Regions from separate parts of the Oryctolagus cuniculus genome. Here region 1 is linked to region 2. A link is a contact called in public Micro-C data. All regions are on one chromosome and are shown on one strand. The core of a region is the stretch at or near the end of the contact, and the rest is flanking DNA. Distances in the headings are between cores, read along the strand shown. Region 1 holds the start of EMP1 (epithelial membrane protein 1). Region 2 has its middle 34 kb from the start of EMP1.

Region 1 (5,872 bases), core at 291-2,790, 35 kb before region 2:
GTATTCCCTTCATAAGATACCACCATTATCAATTGAATCATGGTTTCCCCAGCTCACATCCATGGGATCTGGAAAGCGTAAACATTTAAAGCTAACGTAGGAGTTCCCTGGATCTTGAAAATCATCCTTGCTCCTGCGTAACCGTTCCTCCAGGGCAATTTTACAGGCATTCTGCCTACTTGACACACTGGCTGATTACATTTCAAACTTCTCCTCCCAACGTCCTGCATTTCTGAGGGAAATGCCTCGCTTCATCAGACAAGCTGAGTCCTGCCATGCTGCTCGTCTTGTTGACGAGGGGGAAAAAAAAAAAAAAAAGAAAGAAAACACCAGTATCTATGTTGAAATGGGCCACACCTCTGCAGACACTCAACCAAAATGCTAGCCTAAAAAAAAACCAAAAGCAATGAAAAAAGGCGCCCCTCGTGTCTCCAGATTCCCTCCGTGATCAGCGTGCATGTTGGCGTTTGCACAACTGCGTTTTTGAGAGAGTGAGAAGATAGATGCAGCTCCCAGGCAGCCACCGCCTTCCACGCAGAAACATTGCACGAGCACTTTTTAAAAATTCTTGTATCTTTTCTGATCGGCCCTCTTTGCACTCAGCACTGAAACCCGGCTGTCTCTAGGGTGAAAGCAGAGAGCCAATCAATAATTTCCTACTGGAACAGACAGAGGCCCCGTGCCCCACCCTCTGCTCCAGATCCAGCTGCCCTCCCGCCTCCCCCCAGCCTCCACATCTGCCCAGAAGAGAAGGCGCCTGGAATCCACATCAGTCTCCTGAGCCCCTCCCACGTTTTATGTGAAATACCATTTGCCTCTTTCTCTAACGGTTTTCTTTAAACAACCCAATCCCCTCTTCCCAGCCCACAAGGGAGAAACAAATACTTCCATTGACACAGAAGTGAATGGGCAAGCGAAAGGGTAGTAAAAGCAACGGCAACAGCAAACTGTAAGCCAGGTACGTGCCCACTGGCATCCAAAAACAACCACCCACAGGACAACAAACCAATAAGCAAAGAAACAATTCAAGTCCCGAAGCAATCTGAATCCAAACGGAGGCGTCAGACACAGCATGTGGCAAGTTCACTGTCACTTCCGAGGTACACAGCAGTTTCTCCATAAAGAATATCCAATGTCCCTGCTCCGTCTACACATTGAGAGCAAGAATCTAATTACGGCATCACATGTTACAGCTGGGTCCTGGTGATGACCCCCCCCTCCCCCCGGCCCCTCCTCAACATCCACTTTTCTCTACTTTATGGAAAATTGATCTCAGTCTCCACTTTTAGCTGCAAGTTGCAAGGATTTCATTCTTAGAGAACTGTAGGAAAACAGCAAAGGAGAAAAAAGCAAAAGTCAAGGTCAGAAAAAGGAGTTTGGTCCCAGCGTTAGGAGCTGTCCTACCTTGAGGGTCCCAGCGACAGAGGTGCCCGGAGTGGCAGGAGCTGCTGGCCGCTTGGTCCGCTCTACCGGAGGTATGTGACTGCAATGAGGGGAGGGCCCTGCGTCCCGAGGTTATAAGTTTCCTCGGCTGGTGAGCTGGGGTGTGTGCTGGGCGGCTTCTTCTCACTGGTGTTTTAAAGGAGTTTCTATGAATCAGTCTGGCTTTAAAAAAAAAAAAAGATTTGTTGGTAAGCTACGCCCTGCTAAATTGGCAGTCAGTCAAGAGTGGCTGGGAGTGAGCCATCAATTCAGAGAACCCTGTTGTAGGCTCTCTCTGACTCAGAGACTCAGACCACAGTGGAAAAAGGAGTGACATTGCTTCAAATGAGTAATAGGAGTCACACAAATAGCTCTGTTTACCGAAGCCCATTCCTCCTACCCAGAAAGGAGGCTTGGTTACCATGGACATGAGGCCAAACACAGGTCTCAGCTGGGGATGAGGAGGGTGGCAAGGACAGCCCCCTGCTAATTGCAGCCCTAGCTAATCATCAGCCTGGATTCCCATTCTTCCTCCTCCGTCAAATGCATCAGTGGCTGCTCATGGTCAGGAATCATCAGATTTATCTCTTATTGAGGCCCTCCTGACCCTTGGGCACTGCCCTGTGGGTGGCAGCTTAGTGAGGCCCTGGAAGCAAAAGGGTACCCACCAAGAGCCCTGGTAGTCCCACCTCTGAGGCACGGGGCACTGATGGCAGGGCAGACAATGCCTGCTCTTTAATTATGCTCTGCAAGGGCCCGATCGACTGTCCACACTCCAGGAGGAAGTCCTCCAGTTAAGAACTTTGCTCTGGGAGCTCCATAATTAGCTGGACCTTGTTCCACAATTGACTTTCTTGAACTCGGCCAGTAGAGTAATCATCATCCCTGCCTCTTTGCACCACTTCTCTGACACTCAATACTGGTGCTGGGAGGGGCCTTTGAAGTCACTTAATCCCACAGCCCAGGCAGGGGAGGGGCCCCATGCCTGAGTTCAAGCCCGGCTTTCCACTTGTTGGCTGTGTGCCTTTGTGCCAATCCCTTAACCTCTCCATACCCATTTCCTCCTGCATAAAATGAGAGAGTAGAAACCTACGTCATAGAGCTATAATAAGAAATATATATCCATGTATAGGGCCAACACCAGTACACAGAGTGAGCACTCAATGTTAGCCACAAAGATTGCTTTGCTGGAAAAGAAACTTAGCCCAGAGAGGCAAAGTGACTTATCCAAGGAGACAGCAGCAGTGAGCACTAGTAGCTTAGATGCAAGTCTGCCACACCCAAGCAATTCTACTGCTGTGGTTCTCTGCTACATCCTGACCACCTAGCTCCCTTCAAGGTATGCTTTATAGTCATTCATTCAGTCAGTCATTCATTCACTCAACCAATATTTGCTGCAAGCCAGACTTCAACAAGGCCCTGTTCAGAGCTTTGGGTCATAGAAGCAAACAGGATCCCTGCCCTGCTAGAATTTACATATCATAAAAGAATAGAGAATGGTCAGGTGATCAAATGTTGATCAAAACAGGTGGTAAGACAGCAGGTGAATTTTAGTTTCTTTGAGCCACCCTTCTGTATTTTCCAAATGTTCTCCAACAAACCCACATTATTTTGATTTTTAGGGAAAAAATATTTCAACATGAAAATTAAGAATGTTTTCTAGGGAAAACAGCACACACATGCACACACAATGACACATACACACTCACAATGATGGGACACTATGTCTCCTCAAGTCCCTGGGAACTATAGCATATCCCTGTATGAGAAGAAAGTATAGGTTTTTCATTAAAAACTGAAGCTGGGGCCAAAGATTGCATCAGTTTCTCATACATTTCCTCACCCACCCCTTGCCCATCACTCATTTGATGGTAAATCACCTGTCAGTGAGAAGCCACCCCCAGCAGTGGGTTAAGAGCAGGGAGAGCAGGGACCCCTCGGGGCCGTGAGGAGGAGGCGCGCTCCCCTGCCGGAATCCGCCTGGCCCTTTCCTGCTCTTGGGTTGCTTTTCACCTCCCAGGCCTCCTGCCAGTTTGCAACTCTCTCCTCCTCCAGCAGTAGATAAAGGAGTGCTGGGTTCCAAGCAGAGTCCTAAGGTGCCGAAGTGTATGTGGTCTGGCTGCATTTTTTAAAGAGAAACCTGGAGCCATGGAACATTAGGGAGGTGATGGCATTCTCCCTGCCATCCCGCTCTTCGGGTTAACAAAGGAGAAACTTTTCTTACAATGCCTGAGTGCTGGATTGGAAACAGAAAGACAGTGGATTGCCGGGCAGTGGTGGTGAGCAGGGTGTGGACGCCTCCATTTCTGCCCCAGAGGGAGTAGACGGCAGTGCCTTCCAAATGGGCTTAATGAATCTTACCTTCCCATGTGTTTTTGGAGATGTGTGGGTTTGGAGAGAAAATGCTAAATTCCATGAGCTTCTAACACACACACACACACACACACACACACGGTAGTGCCATATAAAGTTAAGTTGTGTAAACATTTTTTAAAAGATAAATGTTAGTTCAGGATTTCTAAAGGCTCATAATTAACCCTTGAAATATCGCTACGCTCATTTTATAAAGCAACATTAGCAAGACCAGGAAAGACACCGGATTGGCTCAGGCTGAAGTTTGGGCTGATTGTGGCTTTGGAAGTCATTAAGACGTGAAGCCTGATTCTTTCCATGGCAGGAAGGGGACAGTTTTGAGACTGTGGACAGTGAAGGGTTTTCAGCAGTCTCAAATCACAGGGGGCTGAGGAACATGGCTCTCCTGGCATCTCTACAGGTCTTCCCTATCAGCCTGAAGTGGTCTGCCTTGCTGGGCTCGTCCTCCCCACTCTGAAGGTAGATTAGCCATATGGGTTCCCATGTGGGCACAGGTTCATGTGCCCTCGGTCAGGCCGTATGCTGTGGGAAGGAAAGTCCCCTCCTGCCCAGAGCAGCAGTGTGGCTGTGGCACAGACATCTTCTCCCCTGCTTCTGAAGCAATGAGAAGTAGCTCCTGGAGTGATGCCATTTGCAACATTTTCAAGTCTGAGCAGGTGCAAACCCTTTTAATGAATGCATGAATCAAGGGCTTTAATGACTGCTACAAGAAGAAGTCTCCTAAGGTAGGTCTGGGCCCCTGCAGCCTCAGGAAACCAATAATAGCTTGAACTTGTTTATGCTTAAACTCAGTCATAAAGAGTACCAGTCTATGTTCCCCATGTGTGGCAGGTGCCATGTTAATATCAGCTAACACTGTCTGAAAGGCAAATTGACTGGAAATGACACAGCCTCTTCCAAAGTCCAGTGAGTATTTCTTCCTTGCCACCCCTCTTTGAAATTTGAGAATCTACCAGACATTTCAAATTCCTCCCCTTTCCTCCTTTCACTGCTTTCTGCTACACCTGTCTGTACTTCTCCCTCTAGCTGTTTCCTTCCTCCATTGATTGTTTACTTTCTTAAATCTTCTCAATAAGATGAACTTTTAATACAGGTGCACAGAATGAGAAGTCTCTAATGCCCTCCTTAGTCTCCTCATTTCTTGTGTCTTAGCTAGCTTGACCTGAAATGGCTTTTGAAAGAAAAAAAAAAAAAAGATGGCATTCCAAGAATACAGCCCATTGGACACTTGTTGCTGAGCACAAAATGTATTAGCAAGATGGCACACATGGTTATAGAAGCGGCCGTGATGACAACGGCATCTGAACTTGGCAGCAGCAATAACCCTGCCAGGCGGTTCAGCTACCAGTTTGATTCTAATTGTCGTAATCAGTTTCTTTCAGGCAGTTGGGATATGGATGGATAACCAACCAGACTGAAAGAAGAGACCGTCAGAGTTATGTCCACCGTGGATGTGGCTTCAGAGTTAGAGAAGAATAACAGAAACAAGGCAGAAGCACGGTGACCAGAATAAAAAGGGAAAAGATCCTCCTTTCTCTACCTAATGTCAACTCGATATTTGAAGGTGGATAGTAAAGACGTGTTAAATAGATGCCTTTTCTTTTGCACTCTGCCCTTCCTGTTACTGAGTGCTGTTCCTACTGCTTAGTAGATCGTGTCAGGTAAAGCACTGGAGGTCCCCAGGTATTTAAGAGGGATGATCCCTCCCTGTACACTCACTGGGCACAGGCCCAATAAGGAAATGCTGACTGTGTAGCAGGCATTCAATCAGAACCTAGTACATTTAGTCAATGAAATGCCTCATGCACACATAAAAGAATCTCATGGTCTCCTCCAAGACTTTCCCCTCAAACTCAGATGCTGGACAGAGAACCCCCTAGCTAACTCCCCACAGCTGTGGGAAGACCTGTTCATGCATGTCTTTCTATTTGCCCAAGGACAGTCACCACGGGAGGGGGCACACAGCCAAGCAGTCCAGCCTCGAGATCTGGAAACATACCCTGCACTGGGCCTGCGTGTCAGCACAGCACACATGAGCCAGGAATGTGGTAGAACTGATCTTTAAGACCAAGCATTT
Region 2 (6,001 bases), core at 3,023-5,522:
AAGATAACAGACTTGGCAATTCCCAAAAGAGTAGATTTTAAAGGTCTCACTGCAACAAAAAGCATATGAAGTGATACAAATGTTAATTAGCTTGATTTAACCATTCTAACATATATACAAATATCAAAAGATTATGTTGTAGGCCAAAATGTATGCAATTTTATTTGTCAATTTAAAAATAAGCAAAAATAAGCATGTTAGGAAATTTTATATTAAAAAGTTGGAGGGTGGGGCCAGCACTGGGGCACGGCAGGTTAAGCCATAGCCTGTGACACTGGCATCAACTGGAGCACCAGTTTGAGCACTGGCTTCTCCAATCAGCTCCCTGCTAATACATTTGGGAAAGCAGCAGAAGATGGCCCAATTACTTGGGACCCTTCCACCCACCTGGGAGACCTGGATGGTGTTTCAGGCTCCTGGCCTAGCCCTGGCCATTTTGCTATTAGGGGAAAAGAAGCAGTGGATAGAAAACCTCTTTCTCTCTCTGTCTCTCCCTCTCTCTGCCACTCTTTCAAATAAACAAAAATAATTTTTTTTTAAAAAGTTGGAGAGTAAAGTAGAAGAAAAGTAAAACAAAAAGAGAGCGAGGGAGTAGAACATAAGCAAAAACAATAACACACAGACTAACCTGGGGCTCAACATCTGATGTACAACAGAGCAGCATGCCCTTCTTGTTTAACTGATGTGACTGACATCTTCCTAAAGGTCTCCGAGGATACAAATCGGACTTTGTTGAAAGCCCCTTAGGTACCCTGAATTATCTCTTATTTTCCTATTTCTCAATCGTGTTTTTTCATGTTTTCCCTGAATGCCTACCGACAGGTGGCATTGGTACAGCTGGATGTGAACTCGGAAGTACAGAAGGGGGCCTGTATGTGGCAGCGGTTCCCACGGAAGAACGGTTTGTTTAGTTTCCTTCCCAGTGATCTCAGGGTGGAGAGGTGCAGAGTTTCTCTCAGCCTCTCTCACTTCTGCCCTCTATCAAATCTAGAACTTTTGAGTCCTCTAAATTTACGTCCTCAAATAGTCCTCAGATTTGGAGCTTTGAGTCCTTCCTGGCCCTCGACAGGTGCCTTCCCAGTGTGCCTCCTCGGCACTCGCCCTGCTCACCATTCAGTCAGCTCTCCATTCACCGGGCTCAGTGGGAAAAGTGGAAGCCTCACCTTCTATAAATAAACCCCTCCCTGGCCCTCAGTAATCTCCAGGTTTAGTTTATCCCAGGGCTGCGAGCCCTTTTCCCACTCAGCCATCATTCCCCTCCACAGAGCTCCCGGGGAGCAGGTGCCTCACCCCTGAGTACTCCCTGCCCACTTCCTCCTGGACTCAATGAGCCCTGCTGACGTTTGTCACCTGCACTGCTGCGGTCACTGGCACGGGCCTCAGCACAGGCGTGAGTGAGGAAGGGCTGGGGCCAGGTGGGGCAAGAACCACATTTTCCAGGGAAAAGAAAGGATTTCAGCATCAGTAACATCTGACCCTCCTAGGTTATCAAAGTGGATAAAGAAACCCCTCCTCCCCAGATAAGGCCAGGAAACTAGGGTTAGCTAAAGTCTTGCAGGAAGGCAGGCAAGACTGAGCAAAGGTGAAATCGAACACAAGCGACACACTGCTTTTGGACAGGAACAGTTCTAGCCACTTTTTTTTTTCTGCAGGGACCACTCTTTTCAGAGCCAAATCCTCTATTCTTTCATTTCCCCTGGATTGCGATTGCCTGGGTCCTGGCTCGCCTGATTCCCTGGTTCCAGGGCACGCACTGCATCTCCTTCCCCACTCCTTCCACTTACCTAGTCCCATAGCTCTCAGGACTTCACGAGACCATGGAACCATGGACCAGCCCTAAGCCCTTTCCAACTGGCTTATCATCAGCTACCAAGTAGATAATCAGCCTGAAGTACTCATTAAGCTGTGTGCTCCGGTCTTATCTAGAAAACCTGTGGACATAGAGGTTATAGGCCCTGCCCTTAAAATGTGTGAACAGGTAGGTCGCCTATCTGGCACAAACCATTGTCCTCAGCACATGCCACACACATTCCCATTGTTGGTCTTCACAGTGACACATCCTTTAAAGTCCCCATTCCCACTCTTTTTCAGAAGAGGGAACAGAACCTCTCAGAGGTAAAAGAGGAGCCCCACTCAAGTAACACCTGGTAAGTGACAAACCCAGGACTTCCAACTCCAAGTCCACAGCACTTTGCGTAACACCACATTTGCATTAGAGACAATTCATTCCACTTGGAAACATGAGGGCACTCCAGGAAGTTCACAGAAAATGGAATTCAATGACAAGTTTATTTTAGCACAAAAACATTTTGAGATCCACACCGCTGAGGGGTATTCAAAAAGTTCATGGAAAGCATGGTTTATGAAAAAAAGTATGCATGGTTTTCAAATGTTTTGGCACCGAAATAAAGTTATCTTCAGACTCTATTTCCCATGAACTTTTCAAAGTGCCCTCGTATAGAGCTCCATACCTTGAAATGGACTCAAGGCATTTTAAGTACTGCGTCAACTAGAACAAACACACGAGAAAAACTCCCAGCTGTGTGTTCTCACATCTCTTCTGTAAAAAGAAGGGTTGAGCAGTAATAGAACCCAAAAAGAAGCAACTTTTGAAAAATATAATTTGAAAGAAACAGAAGGCTCTAGATTGGCAGAGAAGAGAAAATGAAGTTGGAATTAGCATCTCCCTTCATCTTACTAAGACATTCCTACAGCTGTGGAATGAATTTTCCACCCTGTCTACCAGAGCACAAGGAATCATGGCAGGGTGGAGTCAAGTTAGACAGCACAAAAAATATTTTTGGTGATGAGGTAGCTAAATACCAAACTTTCCTGAAAGGAAGTGGTGAAATGTCAATTTCTGCACTCCAACCCCACCCCCCTCCTGTCAGAGGCAGGAGCTCAGAAAACGTCATCTGAAAATGGCGATCCCGTGGCTATAACTTTATTACAGGCACATAAAAAAGTTCAGTGCAGCCCATATAACAACAAACTATTGCTCAACCCCGGACCCTCCCAGAGAGCCACTGTGGAGTCATCTCTCACCTTTCCTCCCTGGTTCCCATACCCCGACAAGCAGGAACCGGCAAGAGTCTGAGTCAGAGGGTCACGTGACTGAAAGTGCACATGGGGCCTCCCTCCACACTTGGCACAGCTACATGAAACCACATCACCGTGCCCTGTGCACTTGGGAGCACCAAGGCAGTTAGAAGTTTATATCAGGAAACATCCCAGGGCTCCCATCCAGCCGTCCATGCTTGACAGAAAACTCATACTTGGAAGTGATTTATTGCAATGGGCAGCAGCCTGGCTGAAGACCATTTCAGCTGCCCACGTGACTGCTGCTCACAGCTGGGGTCTGCTGGATCCTGCAGCACCAGGAGTCCCACGCCCTGGTCCCACTGCCCCTCACCGTTTTCTATGAAGAGGATTCTGGGATGTCTGCTTCCCTGGGCTCTGGCTGCTGATTGGATGTCAGTTAGTTGATGGTTGTTTGGTTGGTTAATTAGCTAACTAGTTGATTATTCAGCTGGTAGGCTAATTAGTTTTACAAATAGCACAGAGCATAATGTACCCCCAAGCAAAGGCTACTGGGCTGGGAATATGGTGGAAAAGTTAAACTGCCACTTGGGAAGCCTGTAACTCATATCAGAATGCCTGGGTTTGAGTTCTAGCTCCACTTCCAATTCCAACTTCCTGCTAATGTACACCCTGGGAGACAGTAGATGATGGTCCAAATACTTGGGTCCTTGCCACCCATGTGGGAGACCCAGATAGAGTTCCTGGCTCCCAGCTTTGGCCCAACCCAGTCTTGGCTATTTACAGGCATTACCAGCAGATGGGAGAGATTCTCATTCTCTTCTCATTCCTTTCTTTATCCCTCCCCACCGCCTCTTCCCTTCAAGTAGATAAATAAATAAAAAGAAAAAAAAAAAAGATGTTATGTCATAGACTCACGAATAATTTTTCTGCCCCTGTAGGAAAACAGAAAAGATCTTGAACAGGAAGTTCCCATGAGGAAATGATTCTCTTCCACTCTGAGGGTTTCCACTTTCCTAGGAATCCTGGAGTCAGACTACCCAAAGTAGTCAGACCTTAGGAATCATCTGGGAAAACCTCCTTGTTTTCCAGGAAAGGAAACCCCAGTCTAGAGAGTGGGAGCGACTTGCCCTTGGGCACATATCTGCTCAGTGTCATTCACCTGGGCGCGGACCCACACGCATCCAAGGCGGAGGAGGAGGAGAAGGAAGTAGGCCATTTCCTTGTGGTTCAAGCCATGAGGTTTGCTTTAGATGGGCAAGTATAGTTTTAGATGGTTCACCTCCCCCTTCACCAAACATGCTGCCTGCCGTGCTCTTGTCTCCACAAGAAAATGTTCAGTCCACAGGCACCAGCCATTCCTTCCAGCAGAAGTGAGGTGCTTCCTGACCCACAGAAGGGAGTGGCTATCCCTGGCAAGCTCAGCCTGGATGCCAAATACAGGTTGTTGTGGTTTTTTTTTGTTTTTTTTTTGTGTGTGTGTTTTTATTTCCATTCTCACTTCCTAAATCCTAGAGCTCGCTTTCTCACCACCAAAGTGGATCAGTCAGGTATAGACAATGTAGGAAGACTGAAAGAGTCTGGGCTTGCAAATCCGAAGGCCTACATACGTACTAGCTGCATGCCTCACTCAGTGACTGGCAGCTTGGCTTTCGGGACTAGAATGCCGTGAGGCCATGAGAGTGTAATGAGATCATCTTTGGGGAAAGCCCTTTAGAAGCTCTTACGAGAGGAAACAGAAGGGACTCTCATCACGGGCTTCAGGCTGCCTGGCTTGACCATGCTATGGAGTTCACAGCCCACAGGAAGGGTGTCAGTGGCTGGGCTGGGCCAGAGGTGGAGCTGCAGATTAGAAATGTGGTCTCCCCGACCTGTGTACACAGGAAAGCACCTCTTCCCACAGCTCTCAGAGGGGACAGGGCTAGGCAGGTCATGGCTGGAGCCAGCTGTGTGCACAATCCCAGGAGGCTGCTGCTCCAGGTCAGCCCCAGACCTGCTCTTGTTTGCTTCATCTTTGTTTGGCTCTCGTAACTTCTGGAATATTTTACAGAGGCTGGGGTGCTACAAGCCTGGCACACATGCAGCTCACACAGGGCAACCACGCCTCCTCTCCCTGATGTGATCTTGTACAATTGGAGAGCCGGGTATCTTGGTAGAGTGGTTAAGGTGTTGCTTGGGATGCCTGCATCCTTAGAGTGCCTGGGTTCGAGTACCAGCTCTCCTCCTAATTCCAACTTCCAACTGATGCACACCCTGCGAGGTAGCAGATGAAGGTTCAAGTACTCGGGTCCCTTCCACTCGTGTGGCAACCCAGATAGAGTTCCAGACTCATGGCTGTGGCCCAGTCCAACCTGGCCAATGTGGGTATTCGGGAAGTAAAAAGCAAATAGAAGACCTCTGTCTCTGCCTTTCAACTAAATACATAAAATTACATTATTAAAAAAAAATTGGAGAACTGGGGCTGTTGGTGTCCATTCTGTAAGACTCCACTTCTTCTCAAGTGCTCTGTGGCCCACCTAGCCCAGTATCTGCAGCAGCCTTGACATGAAACATAACCTCCCATCCAACTTGCAGCGCTACCACCCTTCCCTCTCCATCCCAAAGCCCTTGCTCCCTCCGGTGTGAGGGAGCGCAGAGTCCTCTTCTTCCCGGGTTAACTGTACTACCCACTTCCTCACTTCCTCTCGAGCCCTCCTCCCTCAGTGGGCACGGCAACGTCTACCCACCCCCCTTTCCCATCCCACGGCACCTGCATGTCTCCTCTCTCCAGACTTTCCCCTCCTGGGAGCATGTGCAGACTTCTAACAGTGTGAGAAATGCTCTTCGTCTGTTCCTTCTATCAGCAATTCCATTCTCATGTTGCTTTTGTTGCCACACTTGTAAATCAGTGGTTAGACCCGCAGTCTCTTCTTGGCCTGGATCAGTATTTTGTCCCAGCTGCCCCTCAGCAGAGCTTTACCAT

Evidence for each region. A called contact is a pair of places that touch in the nucleus more often than the background predicts.
Region 1: a Micro-C map of ear pinna shows a contact between it and region 2, with 2.3 times the contacts expected there. The contact joins the promoter of EMP1 here to the enhancer-like site in region 2. A contact is called at or near these places in 2 of 6 Hi-C or Micro-C datasets (ear pinna and psoas muscle).

The regions. Positions count from the first base shown.
Region 1 is chr9:110,863,074-110,868,945 of mOryCun1.1, reverse strand. EMP1 (epithelial membrane protein 1) reads right to left here and starts at 1,540. Exons shown (of 5, transcript NM_001082357.1): 1 at 1,405-1,540.
Region 2 is chr9:110,830,537-110,836,537 of mOryCun1.1, reverse strand. No RefSeq gene overlaps it. Among named protein-coding and RNA genes, the nearest start is that of EMP1, 34 kb to the left of the region's middle. Within about 2 kb of position 4,272, at least 4 of the 8 cell types and tissues checked have an H3K27ac peak or open chromatin away from gene starts, as enhancers often do. A contact at or near this core is called in ear pinna, where this site is marked.